Linked DNA regions of Pan troglodytes: region 2 is linked to region 1. Evidence: chromatin contacts called from public HiChIP or PLAC-seq data. All regions are on one chromosome and are shown on one strand. The core of a region is the stretch at or near the end of the contact, and the rest is flanking DNA. Distances in the headings are between cores, read along the strand shown. Region 1 holds the start of CCNA1 (cyclin A1). Region 2 holds the start of SMAD9 (SMAD family member 9).

The links. HiChIP or PLAC-seq counts read pairs in DNA pulled down with a chosen protein or histone mark.
Region 2: a contact with region 1 is called in an H3K4me3 HiChIP or PLAC-seq map of stem cell-derived excitatory neurons, with 3 times the contacts expected there. The contact joins the promoter of SMAD9 here to the promoter of CCNA1 in region 1. A contact is called at or near these places in 1 of 1 datasets of contacts at active chromatin or transcription factors (stem cell-derived excitatory neurons) and 1 of 1 other capture datasets (stem cell-derived neural stem cells).

Annotation. Positions count from the first base shown.
Region 1 is chr14:35,542,065-35,549,667 of NHGRI_mPanTro3-v2.0_pri, forward strand. CCNA1 (cyclin A1) reads left to right here and starts at 5,008. Exons shown (of 9, transcript NM_001246437.1): 1 at 5,008-5,199; 2 at 6,459-6,644. The coding sequence starts at 6,480.
Region 2 is chr14:36,025,566-36,033,168 of NHGRI_mPanTro3-v2.0_pri, forward strand. SMAD9 (SMAD family member 9) reads right to left here and starts at 2,971. Exons shown (of 6, transcript XM_016925194.3): 1 at 2,762-2,971.

The DNA.
Region 1 (7,603 bases), core at 3,758-6,257:
AGTGTCTATGAACAGGTGAATGGGTAAAGAAAATGTGGTACATATACACAATGGAATACTATTCAGCTATAAAAAAGAATGAGATCCTGTCATTTGCAACAGGATGGATGGAACTGGAGATCATTATGGTGAGTGAAATAAACCAGGCAAAGAAAAACAAACGTGTCATGTTCTCACTTATTTCTGGGATCTAATAATCAAAACAATTGAACTCATTGACATACAGAGTAGAAGGATAGTTACCAGAGGCTGAGAAAGATAATTGGGGGCTTGGGGAAGTGGCCATGGGTACAAAAAAATAGAAAAGATGAATAATACCCACCGTTTGATAGCACAACATGGACACTGTAGTCAATAATTTCATTGTACATTTTAAAATCACAAAAAGAGTACAATTGGATTGTTTGTAACACAAAGAATAAATGATTGAGGGAAGGATGCCCCATTTCCCATGATGTGATTAGTAGGCATTGCATGCCTGTATCAAGACATCTCATGTACTCCATAAATATATACACCTATTATGTATCCACAGAAATTAAAAATAACTTTCCCAATTATTTGTAATGGAAAATGGCTGTATTGTCCCACTGAAATTATTTTTTCCTTGGTGCAGAATCTGGGAAAGGCCTCAACTGTGCATCATGGGAAATTGATTTTTAATAATACCTCTCTAGTTGTGCACATGATTAGGGACTAACTCATGGTAAGTAAAGTCAGCAGAAACTTCTTCCTCTCACCAGGTTCCTGGGAGGTTGGCTTCTTGATGAGTTAATTGCTCATGGAGTCTGTACCTGAGCCAGTAGAGACAGTCATGAGGGGTATTTTTGGACATCACAATTTAGAGCTTTCCCTTGGAAGGTGCTGGGTAAGCATCGCTGAAAATTGCTGTTCTTTGGGTGCCCCGTTTCTAGGATATATGTAGACTATACTTCCTGCCCTGTCTTTTTTTTTTTTTTTTTTTTTGAGACGGAATCTTGCTCTGTCACCCAGGCTGGCGTGCAGTGGCACGATCTCGGCTCACTGCAACCGCCGCCTCCTGGGTCCAAGCAATTCTCCTGTCTCAGGATCCCATGTAGCTGGGATTACAGGTGCTCACCACCACACATGGCTAATTTTTGTATTTTTAGTAGGGACGGGGTTTCACCATGTTGGCCAGGCTGGTCTCGAACTCCTGACCTCAATTGATCTGCCTGCCTCAGCTTCCCAAAGTGTTGGGATTACAGGCGTGAGCCACCGTGCCAGGCCCTCACTCTGTCTTTAAGACCTTAATCATCTGGATACTGCCTCCAAGTCTTCCCAGCAACATACCTTGTTCCTTTTCTCTTAAGCTCCAACTGCTCCCCCTTCATACATCTGTATTCCTTATGGTAAAATAAACACTAATTATGCTGCACCATGACTATCTGTTATTTTTCCTTGCCTGGAAGAACAGCTCCTTGAGGGCAGGGATCATTTTTTATTATCGTACTCATACCCAGCTACTGCCTGGCATACAATGGATGCTCAAAAAACTTTGCGAAATGAATGAATGAGCAGTAGACTTTGTCTAATCTCATGTATGTATTCATACCATTTTCACTTGGAGAAGGTGACTTCTTACAAGTCTTAATGAAAACTTACTTCACCCATTATGTACTAAGGGATCCACGTTTCACTACCTGATGAAATATGCTTCTTAAGGTGTGTACAGTTTTGGCTGCTTTTCAAGCTGGAGTTGCTCAATCCTTTAGTCATCTTCCCTGGAGCTAAGTGCTAAAATGTCACAAATTGCAGCTGGTTCCTTGTTTCTTTCCAACATATATCTCTCATTTTACTGTTCAAACTATGTTCTTAGTTAAATGTATACCTGAGAATGACAGAGGCATGTTATGAAGAGGCAACATATGTCCCTAAATGGACCTCTGTCCCTAAATAAACTTGGCGGGTTTTTAAAAAAATCTTTCTTTCAGCCTCATCCTGAAAAACAACCTGATTTCATACTAATTAATAAAAACTGAAATGTTTCAACAGGAGGTTAATTACTAGCTAGGATGAACAAATGCAATAGAATAACTGCCTCTGAAATACCGGGTAATTGCTGACAAACTGAAAGGACTGTCTGAATTGTAATTTGGAGAAGGGAATTGATTTTAATAGGACTTTTGGGTTTTAAAAATTCCTAGTAAAGGGCCGGGCACGGTGGCTCACGCCTGTAATCCCAACACTTTGAGAGGCCGAGGCAGGCAGATCACGAGGTCAGGAGATCGAGACCATCCTGTGTAACATGGTGAAACCCCGTTTCTACTAAAAATACAAAAAAAAAATTAGTCGGGCCTGGTGGCGGACGCCTGTAGTCCCAGCTACTTGGGAGGCTGAGGCAGGAGAACGGTGTGAACCCGGAAGGCGGAGCTTGCAGTGAGCCGAGATCACACCACTGCACTCCAGCCTGGGTGAGAGCGAGACTCCGTCTCAACAACAACAACAACAAAATTCCTAGTAAAGAATTCAGCTGTCATCCTTATTTTGAAAATTAATCCTAGAGTTAAAGCTAGTTGAGCATTCACTGCCAGGTTGGAAGTGCCGACCAATGAACTTTTTAAGTTAAAAAAAAAAAGGGGGTTATATTAGTATTTAAGTTATGCCAAATATTTTAGATATTAAAGAAAGTTGTATTTACAATTATATTGTTTAATTCTCAATATATTACCAAATATATAGTTTATTTAAAGATGGGAAAAATTAAAATCTACTTATGTTTGAGTTCTAATCCTATTTTGCTGTGCAAATCTAATCCTGATTTGCATAGCAAAATTAAGATTAGATTATAATGTTGCTAAATGCAACATTATAATTATGCATTCCACTAAAACTGTGCAATTTGTGAGAAAGTCCTTTCTACTCTCTCTGCTCCTTTTGTTCTTAATTCTAAGGCCAAGTTTTTAGTTTAGAATTTTAAAGTAAAAATGGAACACTTATTCAGTTAAATTTGTTTTTATGTCATAAATCATTACTCGTTGGAACACAATATTCAGTGAAGACTTTTTTTTTTTTTGATATGGAGTCTTGCTCTGTCACCAGGCTGGAGTGCAGTGGCATGATCTGGGCTCACTGCAACCTCTGCCTCCCGGGTTCAAGCTACTCCCCTGCCTCAGCCTCCTGAGTAGCTGGAACTACAGGCGCGCGCCACCACGCCCAGCTACTTTTTGTATTTTTAGCAGAGACAGGGTTTCACCATGTTGGCCAGAATGGTCTCGATCTCTTGATCTCGTGATTCGCCTGCCTCGGATTCCCAAAGTGCTGGGACTACAGGCGTACGCCACCGTGCCCGGCCTCAGTGTAGATATTTTTTAAAGCCAAGAAAGCCATAAGTATTGCACAAGTTATACACGTACCTGAATTTACATGCACACATAGATATCAGTTCATGGGACTCACTCTCCTGTTTAAGATATGACCAGAGGCTTGTAACGACAATGTAGAATTCTAAGACAGCACAATAAAACAATCATAAACTAACCACTTCCCTTTGCCAAGTTTAGCAAAGTGGATGGAACAGGAAAAAAGATGTTCATGATAATCCTATTTCATATAGATTAAGGCTGGATTAAGGTGCAGCCATTCAGATAAGGGGAGGGGTATTAAATTATCCGAAGGTCTCATTTGGTTACTATTATTTCTTAAGGCTTTTTTAAGGCTAAAGACGGCTGAAAGTCACTGGACACCTTTGTAGCCTTGTCATCTGGTCCTGGCCAGATCTGAGTTGAGAAAAACCAGCCTCAGATCCGCCTCTGCAGGAGTTGGGCGCTCCCCACTCCCTGCACGCCCCGACTCCAACACTGGCTTCAGCTTCAATCCCAGAAAAGAGGATCAAAACGACAGGTTCCACGAACAAACACTGCGCCGGCGCCTCTACTTTGGAGAAAAGGAAAAAGGCGTGAGGTTTCGGTCATTTTTGTCAAAGGAAATCAGATGAAAAGGGGTGTACAAAGGACCAGGTCTCGTGAGCGCAGCCAATCTTGTCCGCTCCCAAGCGACTCAGGCTCTTGGCAGGACTTGCTGTAGAGTCCCAGACGGAGTTAGCCACTGAGTCCTTCAGCGACCCAGGAAATAACAACACTGTTGGCAGGTGGGGGAGGGCTCCCGGGAAGATATCCAATAGTGGCGTCAGGCAAGAGGACAGAAATGCTCCTTTCATTCACCTTGCGAAGCAGAGCATTTGGTCCCCGTTGGCCTCTGACTCTCTGTTGCGGCAATCTAGATGTTACCAGAATTCCCGTGTTTCCTTCATATTCAAAGGCACAGGAAATCTGGGGTGCAAGCGGACTGCTGTCTCTCAAGGAATAGAAGTCTGTGACAAACGTATAGAAATGAGTTTCATGTTGAACAAGATCCGTTTCTGCGTTCCTCCCTCAACCAGCCTTGATTCTCCGGATGCTTACCAACTTCTTAATATTTGCCTCATCTGCAAGGCTTTCAACCCGCGCTTTTGTTAGAATACTACTATCTTCCCATTAAAGCAATGCCCACACTCAGTTTGCTTGGTGAAAATGTTAATAACGCACACTTAGAAAACGGTGATAACCGTTGCTTGCATAAAGTGGCCATTTGAATAGACTTTGGGTCTGATTTAGAGATTTAGGGATGGATGTTTAAAACAAAGCAAAAGTAGTAACAGACTATAGCATTGGTAATGTGTGTGTGCATATATACATATTATTTTTTAAAAAATAAAGTTCGATTATTTCACCTGGCTTGTCAGTCACCTATGCAGGCGTCTGAGCCCCCGGGTTTCCAGGAGCCCCCCGTATAAGGACCCCAGGGACTCCTCTCCCCACGCGGCCGGGCCGCCCGCCCGGCCCCCAGCCCGGAGAGCTGCCACCGACCCCCTCAACGTCCCAAGCCCCAGCTCTGTCGCCCGCGTTCCTTCCTCTTCCTGGGCCACAATCTTGGCTTTCCCGGGCCGGCCTCACGCAGTTGCGCAGGAGCTCGCGGGGGAAGACCTCTCGTGGGGACCTCGAGCACCTCGTGGGGACCTCGAGCACCACGTGCGACCCTAAATCCCCACATCTCCTCTGCCGCCTCGCAGGCCACATGCACCGGGAGCCGGGCGGGGCAGGCGCGGCCCGCAAGGACCCCCGCGATGGAGAGGCAACACTGCCGCGACTGCACTTGGGGCAGCCCCGCCGCGTCCCAGCCGCCTCCCGGCAGGAAGCGTAGGTGTGTGAGCCGACCCGGAGCGAGCCGCGCCCTCGGGCCAGCGTGGGCAGGGCGCCGCAGCCTGCGCAGCCCCGAGGACCCCGCGTCGCTCTCCCGAGCCAGGGTTCTCAGGAGCGGGCCGCGCAGGAGACGTTAGAGGGGGTTGTTAGCGGCTGTTGGGAGAACGGGTCACGGAAACAGTCCCTTCCAAAGTCGGGGCCATCGTGGGGTGGGCGAGTCCGCCCTCCCAGGCCGGGGGCGCGGACCAGAGGGGACGTGTGCAGACGGCCGCGGCCAGCCCCACCTCGCCCGGGCGGAGACGCACAGCTGGAGCTGGAGGGCCGTCGCCCGTTGGGCCCTCAGGGGCCTGAACGCCCAGGGGTCGCGGCGAGCCCACCCGGAGCGAGTCAGGTGAGCAGGTCGCCATGGCGATGCGGCCCCGGAGAGCGCACGCCTGCCGCGGTCGGCATGGAAACGCTCCCGCTAGGTCCGGGGGCGCCGCTGATTGGCCGATTCAACAGACGCGGGTGGGCAGCTCAGCCGCATCGCTAAGCCCGGCCGCCTCCCAGGCTGGAATCCCTCGACACTTGGTCCTTCCCGCCCCGCCCTTCCGTGCCCTGCCCTTCCCTGCCCTTCCCCGCCCTGCCCCGCCCGGCCCGGCCCGGCCCTGCCCAACCCTGCCCCGCCCTGCCCCGCCCAGCCGGCCACCTTTTAACCGCGATCCTCCAGTGCACTTGCCAGTTGTTCCGGACACATAGAAAGATAACGACGGGAAGAGCGGGGCCCGCTTTGGGGTCCAGGCAGGTTTTGGGGCCTCCTGTCTGGTGGGAGGAGGCCGCAGCGCAGCACCGTGCTCGTCACTTGGGATGGAGACAGGCTTTTCCGCAATCATGTACCCTGGATCTTTTATTGGGGGCTGGGGAGAAGAGTATCTCAGCTGGGAAAGACCGGGGCTCCCAGATTTCAACTTCCAGGTAACGTGGGTTTAGTATCCCGACTTGGAGGCTTGTCAGAATGTTTCTGTCCTTCCAGCCCAACACGAAGTCTTGGGATAAAAAGCCTCCCTCAGGGATTCAAATAACTGTTTTGATTCAGAGCAACTTTGATCGCCTGTGCGGTCGCACCTGCCCTTTCAGCCCCAATAATTGCTGGGAAGATCAGCAATTGGTGTTAGTCCCATTGCTTGGTGCTCTCCCTCCTAGAGGTTCGCTGTGTCCTTGGAGCCCGGGGTGGACGGGATCGACTAACCAGCTTGTCTGTTTCTCTTTCCCTGGTAGCAGCAGCCCGTGGAGTCTGAAGCAATGCACTGCAGCAACCCCAAGAGTGGAGTTGTGCTGGCTACAGTGGCCCGAGGTCCCGATGCTTGTCAGATACTCACCAGAGCCCCGCTGGGCCAGGATCCCCCGCAGAGGACAGTGCTAGGGCTGCTAACTGCAAATGGGCAGTACAGGAGGACCTGTGGCCAGGTAATGACTCAGACGCATTGAGAATGATGCTTGTGGAGAACGGCTCTCCTGCTTTGGTGCCAGGTGCTTTTCTCTTGCCCTTGTACCTACAACTCCCCCTGAGTATTACAACCCTGGAATCTGGACTACAGGGAAGTTGATTTATTTCTTTTCTTCTTTCTTTCTTTCTTGCTTTTCTTTCTTTACTTCTTTCTTTTTCTTTGTTTCTCTTCCTTCCTCCTTTCCTTTTCTTTTCTTTCCTTTCCTTCTTTTTTTTTTTTTTGAGACGGAGTTTCGCTCTTGTCGCCAGGCTGGAGTGCAGTGACGCGATCTCGGCTCACTGCAACCTCCACCTCCCGGATTCAAGCGATTCTCCTGCCTCAGCCTCCCGAGTAGCTGGGATTTCAGGCACCCACCACCACGCCCGGCTAATTTTTGTATTTTTAGTAGAGATGGGATTTCACCATGTTGGCCAGGCTGGTCACCAACTCCTGACTTCAGGTGACCCGCCCACCTCGGCCTCCCAAAGTGTTGGGATTACAGGCGTCAGCCACGGTGGCAGGCCAGTTGATTTCTTAAGATCACCTTGAGGGGTTCGGTTTTCAGCTAGAAATAGTGATTAGTTTTATTTGTTATTTTTTCCACTATCAAGGAAATAGGTCTAGGAACTCTTTGGGTTATGTATATTAAAGTAATTTAAGGGCTGGGCTAAAAGGAAATGTGAATGCTTCCAAATAAACTGTAGAACTGGGTTTCCTCCAGGTTAGAGCAATGTTCACATTGATGCAGGCTGTGCCTAAAGCAAACCTGGATAATCTTGGCTGTGTTCATTGCGGATAGTGTTAAAATCAGGATTAGATCAGGCTAGATTAGATTACTCCAAAATGGGTGCTTTGAAGGCAGACATCTTCCCAGTACTGACTAAGCAGCTATGCTAACAGGTAATGGTCCCTCAGATATTAATTGTGTGAACTTAACTG
Region 2 (7,603 bases), core at 1,721-4,220, 480 kb after region 1:
GAAAATGCTCACAGTATTGTTAAGTACTTATGCATTTACCGTTTGCATTTTTTTTTTTTTGCTTTAGAATAACTTTTCAACCCACTAGCAACAGTAACCAAGGAAATATAAATCCAACAGCCTAGAATTACAACTATTTGAGAAGATTCATGGTTTCAACGTACTGCTATATTTACTGTTTCATTCTGGACAGTTTCCCGTTTCTTTAACTCCTCTCTAAGTGTCCAAAACAATATACAGAAAGTCTGCACTAAGCTTCGTTAAAGCTTTAAAATTTAGCATAGTATGTCTGGCAAATCAGAAAAACCACATATTTGTCATAACCTTTACCTTCCCTAAAATCAGAGTACATCCTGTGGATAAGGATTATTTCCCACATATTAAAGCAGAACATGATGAAACTGCTGTCCTATTTATTACAGAGGGAATGTCAGATATAAACTAGTTACCTTAATCCTACAGTGCTCACTTACGAAACACCATCCCTCCAGTTTGGCAATGCATAGTGCACTCTCATTAATCAGAATTAAACTATTTGGAAAACATATTGAGTATTTTCATACTGACATTGAATATTTTCATCTTTATGAAACAATTTCTGGACAGACTTTTTTCCCTCCAACTGACCACATGATTAGTAAAGATAGTGTACCACTTGTTTATTACTTATGGATATCTTTAGTAATGTTTCATTTAAAAAACAAAACAAAACTCTTCTTTCTCATCCATGTCTTGGGCAATCACAGATGCAAGAGTTGACATCTGTGAATATTTTCTGATTACTTACTAACTAGGAATATATACGTTAAAAAAAATTTTTAAAGGAGAAAAGCCAAATAGTTCATGTTGACTTTGAAAGACTGATGACAATGATGTGGCAATTCTAAAGTACTTAGAGGTTTAACCCAAAATTTGTTTACGTCTTTGATTTTTAGTAAACACTGCACTGATAAACATGAGTTTGTTCAGATCAAGAGTATGTTGGCATTCTCTTAAGCATAGTTTGAAACCAGAGAGCTCAAGCATAAAACAGCTCTGACAAAGATAACCAGTCAAGCATAAAAATGGGAGTTGGTTGTGTCAGAATACATTAAGAGGCCGAAGGCTGTCTGGCAGACAGCTGTCTTGCCATCATTGAAGGTGACTATTACCACTAAAAGTTGTTTTTCGGATACAGTACTTGAAATTGCTGTCATCTTGTATTTAAAATGCTCCTTATTTATAAAGCGTCACATCCTTTTCTTAACTGAAGCCTCCTTCTTGGATAACCACAAACCTAAAAGCAGTCTAAAATTGTGCTGATGCTTTCCTACAAGCACAGGGAAACTCTTTTATTGAATCTTTGTCTATTTGGAGTTGAGAATGTCTTTGGCTTTTATATTTTAAACGCCTTCTTAAATATAGATCACTATTTTTAAAATGTAAACATCCAAAGGCATTCCCTCACACTTGGAGGAATGCTAAGGCAGGAGATATGCTTGTAGTAGTCACATTTCACTTTCCCAGACGGGTGCCACAAACGTTCCGCTCAGTTACTGCTTAGGAGGCAGCATTATTAAATGCCTCACGACTTAACGGTCAGCCTCCATGCTTCTTGCTAACCTACATTTCCAAAAGATCATCCGAGAAATCTGGCAAGCCACCGAAATGGTACTAGTAAACTGGATCCATCCAAAGCACTCCACAGTGCCCTGTGGGTGTGTTTCTCACTGTAAACTACTGGGTAAAGAATTTACATACAATTTTATCTCCCAACTCGATTTGTATCCTTTGTAGGTTAGTTCTCAGGAGTACCCACTCCAGCCCAGAAATAAGTCAACGTAGTACTTCCAAACTATCACTTCAAATGTCCACGGTCAAGGGCAGGAGGAGGAAGGAATAGTAACGGGAAGACTTGTCAGCGATTAGCCATCCATAAAAATGTTCTCCCAGCGCTCCTCCTTCCGATCACAAAGCTGGCGTCAGGCAGTCTCCTGTATCTGCTCCCCACCTCGCCCCCTCCCCTCTGCGGAGAGCTGGCACCGAGGGGCGGGCCAAGGAAAAGACAAACACGCCGGCTCCGACACAGTCCAAGCGCGAGCCCGGAGACACTTCAACAACATTCCTAACTTTTTTCCTCGCTTCGCATGCCTCAAAGGTAAACAAAGCAAAAAGCCTACGAAACAGAAGGCAAGTGAGGCCAATTCGGCACTAGCGAGTTTAAAAGTGGCCCCCAAAGAGTCACAATGACGACCCCCGCCGCCCCCTCTGTCCGCTGTCCCCGATCTCCAGCTACAGCAAGCGACTCCTCAGGCGCCTATCCTGGTCACTGCCCACGCCCCGGGCCCCAGCCCCGACCTGACCGCCGCCCCCGCCGCGGGTCGAACATCCCCTGACAGGTCCCGGGGCCCGCGGCGCGGGCGGATGCAGGCGCGAGGAAGGCGAGCTGCGCCGCGGCCAACTCCCCAGAGCGGTCCCCTCCGGCCCCGCGCCCACCCCACCCCACCCCACCCCAGACAGGCTCCACCAAGAAACCCCGGGACAACGAGCGCCAAGAGCCAAGCCTCACGCCGAGAAGCCTCCCAGGCTGCCCCGAGGACGAACAACCTCGCCCTCCACTCAACGCGCTCACACGCACGCACACAAGCAGCGCGCGGCCGAGGAGGGCACGTCTTACCTGTCCCCGCGGTGCCACTCATCCCTCCCCCACCCAGGTCCGGCGCCCCCCACCCCGCCCCCGCGGTGGTCCCCCGGCCGCCCGCTCCGAGCGCCGCGCACTCACTGCCTGGCTGCGCGCGCCCAGCGCCTGCAGGGCCCGGCGGCGGCGGCGGCGGGGACCGAGACAGCGGCTGCAGCGGCGGCGGCGGCGGCGGCGGCCCCAGCCGGCGTCAGTCAGACTGGAGCCGCGAAGCCTCATCGCCCGTATTAGTGCGCCGACCTGGAAAGCGGCCAGGGAGCCCTGCTTGCGGCCCGCCCCCGCCCGCCGCCGCGCGCTCTGGCCGCTCCGGGAGCCGCAGAGGAGGGGGCTGCGCGGGCCCGGCGGGGGGCGGGAGCGAGACCGGCCCCACGGCCACGTGCGCGGAAACTCGCGGCGCGGGGGTGGCGGGGTAGTACTCCTCGCAGCGGCCTGCAGCTCGGTTCCCGCCTCTTCCCCACCCCCAGCCCCGGGCTGCCCTCTCGGTCCCCCTGCGCGACCCCAGGCTCGGCCCCTGCCCGGCCTGCTGGGGTGGCCCCGGGGTGGGGTGGGAGCCCTTTGTCTGCGTGGGTCGCCTCGCGTCTCTCTCTCCCACCCCACCTCTGAGATTTCTTGCCAGCACCTGGAGCCCGAAACCAGAAGAGTTGTCAGCCCAACAAGAATATAGGATCACCCGCCCATCAGTCTGGAGACCCTTCTGAGCTGCTGTTTCTCACATGTTTCTGGGCCCTGATAGTGACTCTCACTTGCCCTGTTTGTTCCTGATTTGCTTTTCGGAGTAAAGGGATCCTGTCCCCATGGGCAGTGACAGAGCAACTGGGCCGCAATGGCATAGGCAGAAGAAAATCTAATCACTCTGGGAGTGAGTGGTGGTTAAAACGACTCATGTAATTATGTGGATTGTAATTTCCTTACACATATTTATTTGCTTAACAACCCAGCATGTGAGATATATTATCTAATCTAATAAAAGATACAAACTTATGGGCACACAGCAATGTTACTGTACAACTTTCTCGTCTCACGGCCTGGCTGTCCCCCAGGTAGCCTGCCTCTTAAAGTCACTGTGGACTCCTGGAACCCACTCAGAAACGCCACTTAGGAAGAACCACCTCTGATTCCCCATCAGCCCGTAGCTCCTCACAGAAAAGGCATTTGCTGCAGGGGTGAACGTGGAATAAAGCCACAGGGCAGTTTTCAGCTTGCTCCTGTGTGCAGGAAAGTCATACCTCCAGTTGGCCCCGATGGCGGCTCCGAAATGTAAAGCAAGGCCTTAAATTTAACTGCTTTTTCTAGTTCTCAAAGCACTGCACTTTCTTCATGGCAGATGCTATTTTTGCATTATTATACCGTTGTAGTTGAACGGTGATTTGTTTAAAACAACATTTGCAGCAGAACCTTAAATACCATGCCTTAACCTCAAAGTCTTCTTTCTACACTGGCCCAGATACCTCTGCACCCGGCTATGTGTTGGGTTTGAGATTGTCCTGGGCGAGAAACACCAGGAAACAGCGGGACTGGTAAGGGCTACAGATTATATATTAAGGATTAGGCTGGATGTGGACTTTATTGCCAGTAAACTAATTAGGTCCTCAGAATTGATACCTTGTGGCTCAAGTTTTTAAAAATTAAATTAAGAAAAGAAATGGCCCAATCACTATCTCAGTTTCCTTCTCGTATATGAGCATAATGCGGAGGACAAGATGCAGAGAAAGAAATTATAACCTCTGCGGCGCTGGCTCATGCTTCTGGCATGGAGTCTTTCTCAGTTCGCGGAATTCTCTTGACTCTTGGCAGGCCTTTGATTTAGAGTATGTCTAGTCTGCTCTTTTCTGTACGTTCTCATTTACATACCAGGATATTTCTGCACGATGATGACTTTTTCCTGCCTAAACATTAGTCTGTCACTGATATAATTCCTATCATGTATTCCTCAAGGCTAGTATAGAAAGTTAATCCATTACACTCAACAACAATAAGATCTGGTGAGTTCCAAGAAGGAGAAAATGCTTGGCCTAAGACAGAAGGCGCAGTGTTGACACTCCATTTTACAGAAGCTGGCTGTCCTGGTTAATGGAAAGCTAGACTTTGCTTTATCTTTCCCGGTGATTTCTTGATTGGCTGTGGTTTTACTGCTTAATAGAACTTCCACCAAAACATTCTGTTATGGGAATCATATGAAAGGAGAGACTCAGTCAGAGGTTGTGATTTGGTAGAACCGCCAGTGAAATTGTGGTTCAGGACCTCAAAACCACGGCAAAACTGAAATCTGTTTTCTGAAAGATGGTAAGGTCTTGGCCTAACACGAGCTGCAGCCAGCTGTGGCCGTGTGAGAATAAGAATATCCTTTCAAGAGATAACAGACATCCAGAATTTTATGGAAAATCTTACAACTTAAAATAGTTTTTTTCTGTCGCCCAGGCTGGAGTGCAGTGGTGTGATCTAGATTCACTGCAACCTCCGCCTCGTGGGTCCAAGCAATTCTCCTGCCTCAGCCTCCCGAGTAGCTGGGACTACAGGTGCATGCCCCCATGCCCAGCTAATTTTTGTATTTTTAGTGGAGATGGGGTTTCACTGTGTTGATCAGGCTGGTCTCGAACTCCTTATCTCCAGTTGATCCGCCCTCCCAAAGTGCTGGGATTACAGGCAGGAGCCACTGTGCCCAACCACAACTTAAAATATTTTGCAACCCACCTGGGTTTTATGGTGAACCAAGTTTGGCTAGCAATTTGCAGCCTCTGGGTTTCACTTCTCTTGAGTCCATTTGGCATCTCTCTTTTTGTTCTATGAGAGAGAAACAATAACCAAGGTCATGAAATCAATCAAATTAGAGCTTTTCGTCCTGGGAGAGAACAAACCCTTTCTCAAACCGACACAATATTTGGCCTTTCTTCCACTGTCAGGCTTCACAAGGAGGGCTGATATTTGTTTCTTCTTCCTTGCCACCCCACCCTTCCTAATTTCACCAAATCTGGCTTTTGTCTTCCGCTGTGCACTGTTTGATTTCAGTGCTGTTCTAATATTCTTAGAGGTCACCGGTGACCTTTTAATCATTAATTCAGTGTTTTGTTGACTATCATTCTTTTTAAAAAAATTTTGAAACGCACCTTTATTATTTCAGTTAAATTCATGTTACTATTGGAGTTAATCAGATTTATTCATTTATTTAAAAATGTGCTTAGTAATATGTTATTTGGAACCATTTTAGGGACTAGATGAGACTGACTTTTTTTTAATGTCTGATTTTTTTTTCCTGCCTCAGGTTTATTTGTACAAATAGCACGGGAGAACACCAACCCCATGTACACGGCATCCCGGGGGTGTCGCGCTAGTCCTCTGTCCTCACGTTGGCAGACAAAGACAAAGATCTCTACTCTGAAGCCTTTGTAGGAGGCTGGGCACTTAGGGAGCCTGAGCTGGAACTGGAGCTGGAGCTGCAGCCTGGGTCTTGATTTATTCCTTGGCCTTGGCCTTTGGCCAGTACAGCCTGAGCCCCTGGGCAATGAGGGCACGAGCATACTTCCCAAGCTTGGGGTAGGGCAATATAGGCAAGTCGATCAAGCTTGCAGCTGACTCCCTTTGGGATCTTGGGCTTAACCTCCTTGGGCTTTACGAGGGCCTTGATAGCCTTGGCACGTGCACTCATGGCCTTGGCACTGTTGGCCTGCATCTTCTTTGGGCCTTTCTTGTTGTGCTTCTTGGCAAAGCACGTGTTCCTCAGGAACTCAGGGCCCACCCCCCTTAAGAGATTCGTATCGGCTGGGCGCAGTGGCTCAGGCCTGTAATCCCAACACTTTGGGAGACCGAGGCAGGTAGATCATGAGGTCAGGAGATCGAGACCATCCTGGCTAACACGGTGAGACCCCCGTCTCCACTAAAAATACAAAAAATTAGCCAGGCGTGGTGGCGGGCACCTGTACTTCCAGCTACTCGGGAGGCTGAGGCAGGAGAATGGCCTGAACCCGGGAGGCGGAGGTTGCAGTGAGCCGATATCGCGCCACTGCACTCCAGCCTGGGTGACAGAGTGAGACTCCGTCTCAAAAAAATAAAAGAGAGAGATTCGTATCTTTGTGATCAGAGTTTCTTGATGCCATTTCTGTGCAGTTTTTGGGACTGGTTGTGTGTGGTGTGGTTCTTGGACTTAGACATGTCTGCATCGTAAGCCGTGGCTTCCTGGAAGTGGAAGCTAATGTCTTTAATTTTTTTAAATGCACAGTTCAGTAGTCTTAACTATTGTCTTGCAGCAACAGATCTCTAGAACTTTTTTATCTTGCAAAATTGAAACTCAGTGCCTATTAATCACTAATGCCGTCTCCCCCAGTTAGAAACTACCTTTCTACTTTCTGTCTCTGTGATTTTTGACTGATTTGGATACTTCATATGAGTAGAGTCGTACAGTATTCGTCCTTTTGTGACCGGCTTATTTCACTTAGCATAATGTCCTGGAGGTTTATCCATGCTGTAGCATGTGACAGGATTTCTTTATTTTTTTAAGGCTGTATAACATTCTGTTATTGCGTGTATATACCATATTTTCTTTATCCATTCATCAGTGAACATTTGAGTTGCTTCTACCTTGTGGCTGGTGTGAAAAAATGAACATGGGTGTGCAAGTATCTCTTTGAGATTCTGCTTTGAATTCTTTGGATATATATCCAGAAGTGGATTGTTGGAGCAAACAGTAATTCTGTTTTTAATTTTTTGAGAAAACGCTGTATTGTTGTCCACAATGGCTGCCACATTTTACACGCCCACCAACAGTGCACAAGGGTTCCAATTTCTCTACATCCTTGCCAACTCTTGTTATTTTGTGTTCTTTTGACAGTGACCATCCTACAGGGTGCGAGGAGATGGCTCGTTGTGGCTTTGATTTGCATTTCTCTTATGAATAGTGCTGTTGAACATCTTTTCGCATGCCTGTTGGCATTT